Regions from separate parts of the Gasterosteus aculeatus genome. Here region 1 is linked to region 2. A link is a contact called in public Hi-C data. All regions are on one chromosome and are shown on one strand. Each heading gives the region's core, a stretch centred on a gene start, on an enhancer-like site or on the middle of the called end of the contact. The rest is flanking DNA. Distances are from core to core; before and after follow the strand shown. Region 1 overlaps LOC120811232 (voltage-gated potassium channel regulatory subunit KCNG2-like). Region 2 holds the start of snrka (SNF related kinase a).

Evidence for each region. A called contact is a pair of places that touch in the nucleus more often than the background predicts.
Region 1: a contact with region 2 is called in a Hi-C map of skeletal muscle, with 8 times the contacts expected there. The contact joins the enhancer-like site here to the promoter of snrka in region 2. A contact is called at or near these places in 4 of 6 Hi-C or Micro-C datasets (skeletal muscle, tail fin and whole body).

Annotation. Positions count from the first base shown.
Region 1 is chr20:18,389,763-18,392,462 of fGasAcu3.hap1.1, reverse strand. It overlaps LOC120811232 (voltage-gated potassium channel regulatory subunit KCNG2-like), which reads left to right. Exons shown (of 4, transcript XM_040166492.2): 4 at 1-1,022. Among protein-coding and RNA genes, the nearest start is that of LOC120811232, 9.4 kb to the left of the region's middle. Within about 2 kb of position 1,317, at least 1 of the 9 cell types and tissues checked has open chromatin away from gene starts, as enhancers often do.
Region 2 is chr20:18,272,177-18,274,876 of fGasAcu3.hap1.1, reverse strand. snrka (SNF related kinase a) reads left to right here and starts at 1,360. Exons shown (of 8, transcript XM_040164213.2): 1 at 1,360-1,721; 2 at 2,396-2,700. The coding sequence starts at 2,431.

The sequences.
Region 1 (2,700 bases), core at 68-2,567, 120 kb before region 2:
ACTGTGTTTGTAAGTAGAGGCTGGTTGACCACAGCGATAACTCCGTCATCGCTAGCCAGCTGCGACAGACCAAGACTGCGTGGGGACACACAACCAGGACATGGATGAAAACAGGGAACACTTTTGACAAAAACATTTAATCCAAAATGATTCATTGTGTGAAGTTTTGTGGGGCTTTTGACTTGGTCTTTCCTCAACACACTGATTGGGGGTTTCCCCTATGTTCATAGGTGCATCTCATATATATATATATATATATATATATATATATATATATATATATATACACATGTTCTAATAGATGTTATAAAAATATATTTATATGTATATGTAATATATTTATCCCTTAACATAATACATTTATTATGATATTTATGATAATTATATTGTATATTTATACAGTTACAATATGGAAGTTATATCATTTACTGAATATTGTTTGGTATACAGTATATACATACTGAATATATATACTGAATTGTATGAAGATTCCTTATTTTGTTGGAATAAATGTTAAATATTTACTGCAAAGTAATAATACGTGTTTGATACCTTTTTTTTTGCATTGAATCACCAGATGTTTACTGAAACTGGCTACCAAAAAAAAAAAATCCACCAGCTGCCACTGCCAAAAAGGCATGGTCATCTCAGTCTACGATGTGAGACCTATTAAAGGGGACATAGTATCCTCTTTATCATTTTATTTGTTTGTAGTATGTCATCGTAGAATGTTTATTTTAGAATTGGAGAGTACAGCAAATTATGTCCCTTGTGAGAAGTTACGCTCTTCTCTAACAAATATTTCTACTTTGCAGCTCGTTGGTGTCTGTAGTAATGTACAGTATCATTCGCAGCAGTTTAATGCTGATTTCAAATGCTGTTTGATTTTCTAATGTATGAATGAATACATATATGTGAAAACTCAAGTGCTGTTTTGAAGGTTGTTTCAAAAGTGGGATATTTGTTGTGGATGCTCTCCATATATATAAATAAAATATTGTGTAAATATATTTATTTCACTAGTTTCACAGTCTTGTCCAGCGTTTTTGTCCTTGTTCCTAAATGATAATTATATTTCTGTCCATGTGTGACGAGAGATAGACGCAAATGTGATTCTGATTCTGACAAAAATAAACTTTGAAGCAGAAATGACTGGGCAGCAGTGGAACTGCGGTCTGGTTTGTGTCCACTAGAAGGCAGAAGTGCACTTCTTCTTTCGCAGTAGCCAAAGAATGGAGATGACACGTTCCCTCTGGAGAGGGAGGGACGTAAAGATCACACTCGACCACGTTAGTTTGGCTAAAATACTTGAAAAACATAAAGCTGTAATTGCACATCCACTGTCTCTGACAGACCTGGAAGTAACCTGCAGGACAAATGGTATACAGTGCCCTCTACTCTCTGTACCAGAGCTGGTGTTGTGGGCCCAGAAGGGCCTTGTTGCATTGGTCTGCAGGGGAATGTCGGATCCACACACACAATAAAACATCTATTTGCTTAGTTGATCGCCCTCATCCTTGATCTCTGATCTTGATCCCTGGCTCTCATCCTTGAGATCTTCAGAATACGGCATCGTCACAATCATTTTTAGGGCTTAACTTAAGAAACTGAATGATTTGACAGCCAAGAATCTTGATGTCGCTTTCGATTCTTTCGGTTACCTCCGGTTCTGCCGAGTAAGGCCGATTGTCTTAAAAGTCCTGAATGAGGCTCCTACGTGTGTAAACAGAAGAACATCAGGTAAGTGAACCTGTAGTCTTCCCAGGAAGTGTTTTAAAGCTGCATAATTGGCTACCGACCAGCAGGGTGTAACTCTTCTGGTTTAAAAAGGAATGTGATTGTATAGAAGTCTACGAGGAAAGGACCGGCTCTCACTGGATTTATTCCCTCAGCAAACAGCGTAGTGAGTTCATGGTCTCTACTCCTGGAGTACTTCACACTGACCTCAACCCCACACAGTGTTTCAAAAATAACGTTTTCTTTTCTTAACAGGGAACGGTTCTGGCATCACTTGGAATGAGTGGACAACATGGCCGGGGTGGTGCACTTCCTATGGAATTCCTACAGTAAAACTAAAACTGGATGGAGTAAGATGAAGAGAAAAAGGCGAGGAAGGAGGAGAGACGGCAACAGAACAAAAATAATGAGGGCGAAAAGAAACGAGCTGAGGAATGAGCAGACTTTGGACAAAAGTAATGCGAGACAGATGAGGGCAGAGGAACTGGACGAAGCAGAGAAGAAGAAGTTAGATGGGTAGCCGTGGCAGGACGAGGCTAAGCTTTGTATTTAACTACCCTGTAAGAAGTATATACAAAGTAAGAATGCTCAAAAGACACCACTGAATCAGTGAGTCACTTTGGATCTAATCTAATTCAAAAGTTTGCTGTTTTGTATTTAAATGACTGGTTAGTAGAGACAATGCAAGTTTTACGCCTAATGAAGACAAAAAAGAACACAAAGGAAAAACATGGAGGGGAGGAGTTTGAATGCGTCATTACTTGTTATGACTCATGAAGTCAGGTTAATAACGTACATATTTAAAGCCAAACCATCATGTTCTACCTGAGGTTAAGGTTTGATTCAAGTCAACTGCATGTTTTCTCCAACCAGTGCACCGAGTGTGTATGTACATGAGGGGGTGTGATGAAAAATGCTCTTGAAAAGACGAAGCCTAAATACTGATGCCGATGCATTCCAGCA
Region 2 (2,700 bases), core at 111-2,610:
GACCATGCTGCAGCGTGGGGACGAGTCAAATAAGAGGCAATACTCCCATCTAGAGTTTAGAAAGCAACACTGCCTGTGATGTTTTATGAAAATCATAACCAAATCATTAGCTACTTTGACAAGTTGAGAAGTAGTTATATGGTTGGTTATAAATGATTATGATATTAAAAAGATAAATGGGTTTTTATCCTCATGGTTGAAATGCACTTACTGTAGGTCGCTTGGATAAAAGCGTAGTTAAATGACATGAAATGTAATGTAATAAATAAAATAATACATATTTACCAAGAATAAGTGACATAAAAGCAGAAAAGGGGTTAAAAATATGAATTTTAATACATCCCTTCAAGAGTACTGTGATAGCTCTATAAACAAACGACAGGTCTGCACTGAGAAAGGGAAACCGTAAATAAATTTAGATTTAAAGCAATGTCAAGACACAATTAATGCCACTTAGGATCCACAAACAATTGCAACATTCAGAAAGATGTATCAGCAATCTCAGTCCTATTTGACTGACAGCTCATTTCACATTGTCTCTGACCGTTTAAAACCCAAAAGTAAAAAAATGACATAAGGTAGCGAGGTGTTACTTTCTGCCCGATTAGTCCACACACTGTAATGACACACATCCACCTGCTTAAAAGGCAGTTCCAGTTTGTGGAAATGTTATGTTGAGATGAGGCATTATCCAGTGCTTACATTCAATGAATTTCGATGAATCCACAGACCTGAATAGACAAAGAAGTAAATAACTTCATGAATCAGTGCAGGAAAAACAATGTTTTTGCCCATATTGCCTCTCCTTTGTTGTATCATCAAATACAACTAATTGAAAGCACCTAATTGATTTGAGTTTTAAGCTGGAAAAGCACAAACGTCAATAACAATAATAACAATAACAACAGTAACTCGTGGCTCCATTGCAATTATAAGAAAGTTGATTTTGGTATTCAAAGCAAGTGAAATGTCCGCCACTAGATGCCACTCCATGCCATTTATTGGGAGGACCAATAACTCACAAACAGGTAATCGATCAATTGCACATTTAAACCATGTTTCCTACCATGATACACAAATATTGCCCCAATATGGCATGTCTTTGTCAAAAACAGCGTACAGCCATTCATTGTTGTTTAATTTAAATACAATATCGCTTCAGCAACCTTTCCCAATCGAAAGACAACGTTTGACGTCAGAGTTGAAGGCGGCTGGCGATGCTCGTGCTGCCTTTCCGTGGTCCTCGTACAAAACCCTGAGCCTGGAGTGTTTTCCTTATATAGTGAATGCAACCTAACAAACGTGTCCAACGAGAAGACGAACAATGATTCTAACAATACTAAAAACGTGAAATGCAACAAGTTACATTTCCTTTAACAGTGAACATAATCGCCAACCAGGTGTGCAACGAGTCCCCATGGCTATCCTGGCCAACTCGGGTGGTACTGAAAACATCGACATTTTTATTCGGCACGTGAAGGCAACATCACAACCCCACCGCCGCGGCTGGGAGGACGCAACGATACCGACTAGGGCTGCCGTTACCACCGATGCGATGCCCCGTTTTACAGACGCACCCAGGGCATAGGCACCCTCTGAGTGCCGCGGTCACTTCCGTGACAGTTTGCGGTAAGCTTCAATAGAGAACACCCGTAGGAGCCAAGGCACCCGGTCGGCACCGGACTCGTGTGCTTTATGTCTACCGGAGCGAAACTGGAGAGGTAAGCTGAGCGAGCGGTACAGTAACTTTAGCCTGCTACATGCTAACTACGGCTAACCGTGTGTGACGTGAATCCGCCGTGTACTCTTACCGCCAGCCGCCTGTTACACTGCTACCTGTATTTGCGAGGAGATTATTCCTCAGCTGGGTTTGTGAATTAGCGGGGGACATTTTGACGCGGAGGACCGGAAGCTCTTCACGCCAGTCGGCTAGTAAGCTAACGTGTATTAATCAATGAACAACGAGCTAGCCCCCCGGTAACGTTAGCCTAACGCTAAGTTGTCGGTGCGACCGCCGGGCCCGACTGTCAAACTCCGCCATGGTAGCGAAAGAGCTGCCAATGCACGCGACTAAAGAAAGCATATTATTGCGATTTTTGGGAACTCGGTTTATTGTTGCGGCGTGAGGCAGTACGCCAGGACACGTTAGCCTCCTTCAGGGCAGCAGCCATCCTGTCAAAACAAGCCCTCCTCCTCCTCCTCTGTCTGGAGCTTTAATGCGCCAACGTGCACTATTAGTGCTCGCTGTGATTAAGCCAGTGGGTCGATATATGTTATTATTGTTGTTCAAATCGAGATGAAACCATAGAACTGTGTATCGTTTTATCTTTATATCTTAAGCTGTGTGAGTCAGTCAGTGTTTGTTGATGTATACTACCTGTTTCCTGTCCTGTAGGAAGTTGGAACCATGGGATTCTCCCCCCGCCGTCGATGAACTGCTCTAAGCTGGACCCACACGACTCCGCCAACCCGCCCCCGCCTGCAGTGGGGGCTCCCCTCTCCCTGTCGCCCTCTCCAGCCATGGCGGGCTTCAAGCGGGGCTACGACGGCAAGATCGCCGGCCTGTACGACCTGGACAAGACGCTGGGCCGCGGCCACTTCGCCGTGGTCAAGCTGGCGCGCCACGTGTTCACCGGAGAGAAAGTGGCGGTGAAGGTCATCGACAAGACCAAGCTGGACACCGTGGCCACGGGCCACCTG